Linked DNA regions of Capsicum annuum: region 2 is linked to region 1. The links are chromatin contacts, called in public Hi-C maps. All regions are on one chromosome and are shown on one strand. Each heading gives the region's core, a stretch centred on a gene start, on an enhancer-like site or on the middle of the called end of the contact. The rest is flanking DNA. Distances are from core to core; before and after follow the strand shown. Region 1 overlaps LOC107873134. Region 2 holds the start of LOC107873135 (calmodulin calcium-dependent NAD kinase).

Evidence for each region. A called contact is a pair of places that touch in the nucleus more often than the background predicts.
Region 2: a Hi-C map of leaf shows a contact between it and region 1, with 2.8 times the contacts expected there. The contact joins the promoter of LOC107873135 here to the enhancer-like site in region 1. A contact is called at or near these places in 2 of 5 Hi-C or Micro-C datasets (leaf and placenta).

What each region holds. Positions count from the first base shown.
Region 1 is chr6:158,085,017-158,090,728 of UCD10Xv1.1, reverse strand. It overlaps LOC107873134, which reads right to left. Exons shown (of 6, transcript XM_016719872.2): 6 at 5,620-5,712. It also overlaps the pseudogene LOC107874966. Among protein-coding and RNA genes, the nearest start is that of LOC107873134, 34 kb to the right of the region's middle. Within about 2 kb of position 3,073, at least 4 of the 5 cell types and tissues checked have an H3K27ac peak or open chromatin away from gene starts, as enhancers often do. A contact at or near this core is called in leaf, where this site is marked.
Region 2 is chr6:158,199,594-158,204,863 of UCD10Xv1.1, reverse strand. It overlaps LOC107873135 (calmodulin calcium-dependent NAD kinase), which reads right to left and starts at 3,944. Exons shown (of 9, transcript XM_016719873.1): 1 at 3,853-3,944; 2 at 3,485-3,676; 3 at 2,865-3,088; 4 at 2,682-2,740. The coding sequence starts at 3,865.

The DNA.
Region 1 (5,712 bases), core at 1,824-4,323:
TGGACTACTTAAAATTGATTCTATTGAATTGTGTGAAGGATGCATTTATGGAAAACAAACTAAAAAACCTTTTCCTATTGAAAAGGCTTGGAGGGCTTCAAAATGTCTTGAATTATTACATGTTGATTTATGTGGACCTATGCATACTACATCTTTTGGTGGCAGTCGTTATTTTCTACTCTTTACTGATGATTATAGTCGCATGAGTTGGGTCTATTTTTTGGAAAGCAAATCAGAAATATTTCAGAAATTCAAGCAATTCAAAGTCATGGTTGAGAAACAAAGTGGTATGTCCATCAAAACCTTTCACACTGATAGAGGCGACGAATTCTTGTCCAAGGAATTTAATTTCTTTTGTGAAGAAAGTGTCATCTACATGGAGCTAACAACACCATATACACCAAAGTAAAATGGTGTCACTGAGCGAAAAAAATTGCACTGTTGTGGAGATGGCAAGAAGCATGTTGCAAGCAAAGGGACTTCCGAATTATTTTTTGGTTGAAGCTGTGGCGACATCAGTCCATTTATTGAATCTATCTCCCACAAGGGTTTTTCTAAATCAAACTCCATTTGAAGCTTGGCGGGGTATAAAACCATCTGTAAGTTATTTAAGAATTTGTGGTTGTATTGCTTATGCTTTGATAAATTCTCAATTCCATCATAAGTTGGATGAGAAATCTGAAAAATGCATTTTTATTGGTTATTGTGCACAATCCAAAGCATATAGATTGTATAAACCCCTTAGTAGAAAGATTTTAATCAGAAGGGATGTAGTATTTGATGAAACGGCAAGTTGGAATTGGAGTGGAAGCAATGGTAAGATGAAGAGCAGATTCCTATGCCGACTGGAATCACTTTTGATGGAATTCAACAACCAAATGCTGCAACTACAGCAATGGGTTCTTCTACAACTTCCTCGAATTCTTCTTCTTCGGCTTCACCGAGCAAAACCTCTTTAGATACAACTCTTGAAGAGTCTCCAGATGATCCAATTCTATTAAGAAAATTAACAAGGCCTACAAAGCCGAATCCCAAGTATTCTAATGACATGTATACATCTTGTCAATTTTGTTTTGCTGTTTCAGATCCTACACATTATAGAGAAGCAGCTGAAAAGGAAGAGTGGCGGAGTGCGATGGTTGAAGAGATAAATTCTATCGAAAAGAATGGCACATGGGAGATGGTGGAATTACTGGAAGACAAAAATGCAATCGGCTTGAAATGGATCTTCAAGACAAAGTTTGCAGCGGATTGGAGCCTACAGAAGCATAAAGCTCGTCTTGTGGCAAAAGGATATGCGCAGCAATATGGTATAGATTTTGAAGAAACATTTTCGCCAGTTGCTCGGTTTGAAACCGTTAGACTTGTTCTAGCATTGGTTGCGCAGTCACAATGGCTAGTTTATCAATTTGATGTCAAGTCGGCATTTCTCAATAGAGACTTACAAGAAGAGGTCTACGTAACACAACCAGAAGGTTTCATAAAGAAGGGCGATGAACAAAGGTCTACAAGCTAAAAAAGGCATTATATGGTTTGAAACAAGCCCCTCGAGCATGGTATAGCAAAATCGATGGGCATCTTCAGACAAAGAGATATATGAGAAGTAAGAATGAACCCACATTGTATGTAAAGAAGAGAGGTACTGATTTCATCATTGTTTTTCTTTACGTTGATGATATTATTTATACTAGCTCTTCTATTTCTCTTGTGGATGAATTTAAGTCGCAAATAATGAATGCGTTTGAGATATCAGATATGGGTTTATTACATTACTTTCTTGGCCTTGAAGTCCATCAAGCTAAAGATGGAATATTTCTATCACAAAGGAAATATGCCAAGGACCTTCTCATTAAATTTGGTTTGCCTAATTGCAAGCCTGCAGTTACACCTATGAATGTTGGTGAAAAATTGTAGCTTAATGATGGATCAGAGATGGATGATACTAGAAGTTTTAGAAGCCTAGTTGGAGGTTTGATTTACCTAACCCACACTCGCCCCGATATTGCATTCTCTGTTGGTGTCATTTCCAGATTCATGCAAAAACCTTTAAAGGTTCATTTTGGAGCAGCAAAAAGGGTTCTGTGTTATATCGCTGGAACTATGGACTATGGTATTTGGTATTCACAAGTTCCCAATTTTAGATTATGTGGGTTCACTGATAGTGACTATGCTGGTTCGTTGGATGATAGACGGAGCGTTTCAGCTCATGTTTTCACTTTAGGTTCAAGTGTGGTGATTTGGAGTTCAAAGAAACAAGCTACAACAACGCTGTCAACCTCAGAAGCTGAGTACATTGCAGCAACTTCAGCAGCTTGTCAAGTCATCTAGCTTAGAAGGATGTTAGCAGAACTTCAGCATAAGCAAGAAAGTGCAACAGGGATATACTGTGACAACAAAGCGTCGATCGCCATGACAAAGAATCCAAGTTTTCACAGCAGAACTAAGCACATTGATGTCCACTTCCATTTCATTCGCGATTTGGTAGCAAAAGAGGAAATAATACTGAAACATTGCAGCAGTCATAAGCAATTAACTGATATACTGACAAAGTCTTTGGCAGCAGACAAGTTTATTTATTTGAGGGCTTTGCTTGGTATCTGTAACTTTGAATTAAGGGGGAGTATTGAAGACTAATTCAATATATGACCAAGTCAAATTTAAATTGTTAGTAGTTTCCTATTTTCTTAAACTGTTAGCAAGTCATGCTGCAGTATATTTTTAGTTAACAGTAGTGGATAGTTATTGCCTAGTTAGTGGATAAGTGGCTCAGTGGTTTATTTGTTTTGTAAGTCTATATAAAGAATTGTCTTCAGTTTTTTTTGAATATATACAGAAAAGCTGAGTTTCAGCACATATTGAGCCCTCTTTCAACCTCTGCTACAGATCCCAACACCATTTACTCTCAGGAACTGTTTTCTGAATGCGGAACAATACTGGAGGGCGTCTTTTAAGTCCCTACTTTCTAGTAGGCAGCTTGTGGAATATATAGTTCTAGATATTGAGGCTGTTTCTTCCAAGGTCAATAGTGGTGGATCTAAGTACGCTTTGGCAGATGCCCAAGTAGCTCGTATATCTGATTTTGGAAAGAATGATACAATTTTCAATGTGCGAACACATCTGGGGATTATGCACTTGGTTATGACTTATATGCTGCTAATAGTAATGATAGTGAGCTGGACAAGTATAAAGGCTTTGTTCTCCCAGATGTGATACTGGTTAAGAAGAGCTATGAAGAGAAATGGCAGAAGAAGCGTGGGAAGCCTCGTTCATGGAAGCTGAAATCTCTCAATATGGAGATTGATGACAATGCAAAGGGTAGAGATCATGAAGAGAAGCTGAACTCTGAGTATGAACAATTCTTAAGAGATTTAGAGGAGAATCCAGATTTGAGGTTCAACATATCCCTTTACCGTAACAAGGCGTATCAGCCATCAGAAATGGCATCTGTGACTGATGGCGATGATGCTCCTTCTGTCCCGTTGGAGGAATTGTTAGCTGATCTTGATTTAAGTGAGGAGGAGGCTGACAATGATAGCAAGAGGGAGTGAGTCGAGTACGTGGATATGCACTTGTTTTTTTGGATACTAAAATCTTAGATGAACTTCACAGGTGAGAGACCTGCTGCTGCTGCTGCATCTTTAGCTCGTTTCCGTGGTATTTACTGTTTTATTACACTATGATTTCCTCCTATTGTGGTTTGTCATCCTTTGTAAAGCGCAAGGCATCAGTTTTGTTTGGAGTAATTAGGTCGTCCTGTAGGCGTGATAGTGCTCTGCCATCTTTTCCCAAGTAAAAATGAAGCCACCGCTTCTCAATAGAAGAGCTTTTGAAAGGTTCGGTTAGAATAGCAGACATGAGCCAAGTTGAAAGAACTGCAGTCTAAAAGTTTTGTTTCCTTTTATGGTGCGGATCTATGGTGTGTATAATGACTGTTCAATTATTTTATCTGTCTTTTCGATCATCATACTTCTGCATTGATGTTTAAAACTTAACCCACACCAAACCTCCCTCCCATCCACTACCTGCTGGAGTGCTATGGGTGGTTGACCATTTTCATTTGTCAGATAAAGATGAAAGTGTCTCGCTTCAATTGTCTTAAAGGAGGTAGTTTATGTATGTCGTTTTGAGTTCTTCCATGGTCATACTTGAAAATGAAAACTATACCAGTAGATCTCATTTCTGGGTACTTTGAGAATCTCAGATGTAAAGAAGTTTCTACTGTTCAAATAGATGTTTTGTTAAGCAATTTTAGAATCTCAGATGTTGGAAGTTTGTTATCGGAAGTTTCCTTGGACAAAATTTATGTGATGCTCAAGTTGATTAAGAAGACTAAAAATTACACAAATACACAACTTATCTTTACAATATTACAAAAAATCTCAACTCCCTAAACATATTACAAAAATTCCATATACACAGAATGCTATGTATATGTCGACTATGTTATATATATTAATAAGGAGAGAGAGTAAAGTAATTAAAAAAGTGGGAGAGAGTGTAATTACTTCCAAAAGGATTGGTATTTATGTTATTTATACTTAAAAAGAAGAAGTGTTTGTGGGATGTTTTTGAATAACTGTAGTTTTTTGGGGAAAAAGGTTATTTGAAAGTTGAAAATTTGTAAGTGGACGTTGAAGATAAATGATTTGAAGTTAAATATAACTTTAAAACTTTAAACCGGCAAGAATTTGCAAGTGAAATTGCTGAACAAATCCATAAATAGTGCAGGTACTAGTGGTGGTATGATAATTATTGCTGTTGTAAAATCTGGTGGAGTTTGCTTTGGCTTAAGTCTCTAAAACATGTGAGATGACTGTGCAATGTACTTAGCAAATTACTATGTGGTTCAGGCTTCAGATATCCCTGGTTCCATTCTCTTCTGTAATTATGAATTGCCTTTGTCACCACTCAGCAATCGCATGAAGGATTTGAATTAGTTTGCTTACAGCGAGTGTACCACTTCTATTCAAACATGACACATTTACTTATCTTCATGTATTACTGTTTACAGAGTTGTGTATATTATACTGTAAGCCTAAACTATACAAGCCTAAACTATGTATACACTAACTTATAGTAAGGTTTATTTCCCTTTTTTCGAACTTTTCACTTTTAATGTAAATGGAATCCGCTGCAAAATTTAATTACTTCCAATACAAGTGGATGTAGCATCTTCTACTATAGTAATAAGTAGTTAATGAAAAAAAAAGAGTCGAAGTAAATAAAGGTCCACTAACAATAACGAGTACAAAGAGGAACTCCAAACATCAGAAAAAGAATAAGCTGAACTACCAACTCCACTAACTACAACTGAGGGGTTGAAATGAAAAGATCGGGGAGTCCGTCACCTCGGATGATATACCGAAAGAGAAGTAATATCGAGAATTTGAAGGGGCTGAATATTCTTCACACTTTACATAGGATTTCATTGAATTAGGCTTTCAGTAAGTGCAAACTGGTATGTCGAGCGAGTGGTTTTTCACAAGATAAAAAAGACTCGAAACTGAACCCAGCACCACCCAAGTTTTAGGGGGTAGCCATTCTTCAACCATACTGAGCCCTAATCAAATAAAGTTAGAAGAACCATCAAGACAGCACAAAATGGGAATTGTTGGTCCGTGAAAAAAAGAAGGGTCTCTTTCTTATGTCAAAAGTAGATGGAGTAATTATTTTCTCCATGCTGCCGGTTGTAGGCACGACAGCCTTCAATGC
Region 2 (5,270 bases), core at 2,695-5,194, 110 kb before region 1:
AAGGAGCGTAACTTCAGAATATTTCAACGACATAGTCGCTTATATAGTATTAGCACTACTGTTATTCAGGTGTTTTGTAGAAGCGGCAGAAATAGGCAACTTGTAGGAAAATTGCAGTATCTAGATAGATATGTATGAAGGATCCTGAAGCATACCTTAGAAGTGCTTAATTGTTGATTGTCTGAGCAGTAGGATAGGAGTTTAGTTGAGAGGTTTACCAATCTTGTTTTAAGGCTGTTGTACAAAACGTTTCGCTTGATTTGTGAATAAAAAAATTACTTCTCAAAAAAAAAAAAAAAAAGACATGTATTAACGGCATAACATTAAAAATTGATTTTAAAAAAAAAATTAATCGTTATAATAAAATGATTATTTTTATAGAAAGGTATGCCCATTTATGAAGGAAGGTAAGTATATATTTAAAATGGTTCAACTATTTTTACTATTGTATGTCATGAAAAATCAATTGCCAAGAGGATCAACAGTGACTTTTTTGCAAAGAGGTCCTTTTAGATATTTTTTCTAAAAGTTCATTTTCATGAAGGGGACCGGCAGTTAGGGTGTGCAAAAATCGAACCGACCGATAAATCGAATCAATAAAAATATTATTGGTTTATTGTTATTGGGTTAATGATTTTTTAATGGTTTTATTAAAAAAATTTATTGGGTTATGGATTCGGTTTGATATTTTCTTATTGGGTAAACTGATAACCCAATAAGAATATATATATATATATATATATATATATATATATATATTCTCAACTTCTCTTTAATTTCTACAAATTAACAAAATTATTGTTTCAATTATACAAACTCTTAATTTCTCCTAACAATATTTAGTTCAAACTTGAAGATTCCTGTAAATTAAAATACATTATGTAGGATTTTTGGTTGCAACTAAGATTTGATTTTTTTTTCAAATTAATTACTACAATTTCTATTTTATGAGTATTTTCTTATCGGTTAAATCGAAAATTGAATCATTAAGGACTAAAAATCCATAGACCGAAAATCGATAAAAAATATCTTATTGATTTGACTATTGATTTAGCATATTTAAAAATAAAAAATTAATAAATCAAATCGATAATATGTAAAATCGAACCGACTGATGTACGCACCTACCAACAGCTGCCTCCACAAATAAAGATTTAAAATCTTTGTCTAGTTGTACTTCCCACATGCTTGAAAATAGCAAAAATTTCAAGTTACAATGGGGTTCAATTGATTTGTTTCAGACTTGTACTTTTAAAATTGGATTCTTCCACACATCTAGACCTATCTATGCTAATATCTAGCCAGGTAGTAGTAAACTTTTCAGTCTTACAATTGAAAAATAATCATTATATTCAAATTTTAATTTTTGTAAGTGAAACTTCATAGCACTCCAAAACAATAACTGCTATAATTATTAAGATTGAAAGTGTTGATTTGTGATTTTTTTCCGAATCTCTAGCCTCCCATCATGGGGGCGTGGATGTTCCGGTTCGTAGGTGTGAGAGATTAGCGTTGGATGGCTTTAGGAGGAGTAGAGGTAGACTGAAGAAATACTGAAGGGAGGTGATTAGACATGACATAGAGCAGCTTCAGCTTACTGAGGACATGATCCTAGATAGGAAGGTGTGGAGGTCGAGGATAAGCGTAAAAGACTAGTGTTAGTGTGTGGATTGTAGCAAGCAGTCAGGAGAGTTCTTGTGTAGCCGGGATAGTAATCATAAGACAGTGTATATAGGTGTCTTTGGTATGTGAGTGTATGGTACTACCCATCCATCACCTTGTTTACTATCCTTTATCTTGAGCCGGGAGTCTATTGGAAATAGCCTCTCTACCTCTTCGGAGGTAGCAATATGAACTGCGTATATCTTACCCTCCCCAAATTCCACGCTGTGAGAATACACTGAATTTATTGTTGTTGTAGCTTCCCAGCATCCCTCAAAGCTGACCTCACAAAATAAAATAGAAATTTGATTTTACAATATCTTTTGTGGATACAACTAGTAAAAGTCAAAGAGATCATCTAGATAAGGTGAAACAGAATTTTTGGTCCTCAATTTCAAACTACCACCATGTGAATAGTATTGACAAATAATATCCTTTGCAAAAATTGACGGAAAATACTAATTATACTGCAATTTGGTTGATCATTAAAATAAGTCCTTTTACGCCAGTCATTGAAACCACAGCTTCTTATCCATCACTATCACTATAATTATATCCATATCCTATTTCGTTTAAATAATATGTAAGTACAAAATTAGAGATAGTATTATGTTATAGTAATAGAATATCCACACTTAACTTTCAATATGCAATAATGTCATATAATGATATGATTCACTTATTTTGAGATGACATGACATGATTAATGACAACTAACTTTTTTTATATAAAATTTCATCCAAGGTGAAATTAAGATCTATCTACATTCTATTTTTTTTTTAAAACTTCAATTATAAAATTATAATGAGTTTGTTATCAACAAATTGTTGTATTTAAAAATTTACTGGCCGAATTATTTTATTCTTGGCTGAAACTTGCAAGCAAGAGCGAAAAAATTTGGACCATTCCGTCATAAATGTGAGTGACTGTCTAGATGTAGTAGGTTTGCATGTCGTCCCCACTCCCCACATTTACAAGAGGAGAAAACAGTTTTAATTAAAGGCAATGAAACCAATCACCTTGTAGCTGCCAGCACCAAATCCTTTAGTCTTTTCTGCTCAGAATCAACACTCAACACCTTCAACAACAAAAAGTTATATTTAACTTATAAGTTTGTGGCTTATAAAAAAATAGTCTTTTTTTGGTTTTCTTGCTTCTTGATTTCAAATGAAAATCAATGATAAACTTATATAGATGCCTACCTGGCTAATCAATATAGAAGCTTTACTCCAATGGAAAGCAAAGTACGCAAGAATGCACCTCTCTAATTCATTCTCCAATTTGACATATAAAGATTCAGCATCTTCTTCATTTGCAAAGTATTCAAAGATGCCATCATCACACCCTTTGGATCTCTTCAAGTATTCTTGTACTAGCTCACATAATCCAGGACACTCACTTTCATCCTTAAACCCCAGTTGCCTTGCTACACCACGTAATATTCCAATTAATTAACAAAACAAAAATTACAAATTAATCTTAAGCTTGTTTAACCAAACTTCCTATATTTGCTTATTTTGAAAAGTGTTTTTTCCCTTCAGAAGTAACAGTTTATGTTTAATAATCGATATGAAAAACACTTTTATCAATATTAGAACAACAATTCGTGCTTGACTAAGATTCTAAAAATGGTTGAAGAAAAAAAAATTATTTTTTTTTCAACTTCTATAGATAAACTACTTTCAAAAAGATTAACCAAACACCTGTAACTCTCTAAAATAAGCTCATAATTTAAAAGAAAACATTTTCAGCCTTAAGAAGCTTAGTCAAATAAGCTGTAAATATAATTCAAAATGATTACGCAATTTTATAAATAACTCACCAACATAATGGGAAAATCTTTCGAGTCTACCACCAGCACGGCCAGATTCAGTTGCATCCAAAATAGGAGACAGTTGATTTATTATTATCATGTGATTATCAACTTTAGGAGATTTATTTTTGCGAAGATGATGCATCGCTAGAGCAGAGATTATTCCAATAAGACTTGCACCCAATATATGCACTTGCGTATCTGCAGGAAAAGTAAAAGGAAGTTTATATAGCAAGTGTGCTTATAATTATATATGCATACAGTTCAACAAAGAAACAATAAGTGCGACGCTATTTTGACAAAAAGAATTGAATAGAAAAGGTCAAATTCAAACTAAAGAATATTTGGGGAGAGGAAGGAACTTAGTAGTGGGTTACATTTCAGCAGCATGTTTGATTTGTTGTTGTTGTACACTACAGAAGAAAGAGTCTTTCAACTAGGAGTTGAATTTTCTTTATTTGGTTTCTGCCTTTTTTTTCAGTTGGAGTCTCAATTTTTTGGGATCTTATAATGATGATAATAAGTTAATGGGGTAATAAGAAAATATAGATTAAAAGGAGGACTCCTTTTTAAAGAGTCAACTCATCAATTCGAATGATGATTGAATAAAATAAGTTATAGTTGGGTGCAGCGTTTCTTTATTTTTTTTTTAATATATATATATATATATATCCTGAGGGTGCGGGGACCTGAAAGAAGATGTGAGTTTCTTGTTCCAACTACCAGAAATTAATAATTGAGTAAAAAAAGAGTACTTAAAACATGTGAAATCATACTCTCTTCCTTACCTTTATTTTTATTCAACAATCACTTATTTCTAAATGAATTTTTATTTTTACTTGTAATTTTAATATGTTATAAAAAAAAAAATCTTTTTTATATTTTACACTTAATATTAATTATTTATTTTTAAATTATTTTAAATATTTAATATTAAACATTAATTAATCGGGCTACTTTGATAAAATAGACATGTCAATTGTTATTTTTTTAATAAATTTATCTAGTCAAAATGTGACAAGTAAAAATAAACGGAGGGAGTAATATCCTCCGTCTTAATTTGTTTGGGCTATTTTACTTTGGCACAGAGTTAAGAAAAGTTAAAAAGGTTTTTGAATCTTGTGGTTTAAATAAAAAATATATCAAATGTTAAAATGATCTTTAATCTTATATTATTAAATATGTCATGTATAAAATTGAAATTAAAAAATAAATTATATGTCAAGTCAAAATATATCAATCAATTTTAAAAAGATAATTGTTAATCAGCATATAAGTTTTACCAAATTTGCCGTCCGCAAATTTTGAGAATAATCATGCGGATTTCCATGGTGCATACATGAGGATCCAAACTAACATCCGTAATTAGTTTGTGAATATGTAATTAACTTGATTAAATCGTGGTCAATTTTTTCAAGAAATTAAGCATCACATAGCTTATAGTCTGTGTCACTTTAAAGCAGTTTAAAGTGTTATTTATGCAATTAAAATTAGAAGCTCTAAGTAAAGATACAATAATCAGAACGTCATAAAACAAAAAATCCATTTCAGTACTTTAAAGACCAAAGTCATCGATAAACACTCAAACTTGTTATCAAAATTCACTTAGACACCTAAACTAAGGTCTGTTCCTATCAGGCCCCTAAATCCCCCACATTTTGTTCCAATTGGGCCTTTTTTGCCCTATCAGCAAAAAGCTCAAAGTGCGTGTTGCACACACGCGATGATGTGGCAAAATGAGCTAATTGGAAGCTGACACATGTCATTGTGGATCCAATAATTATTAAAAATTAAT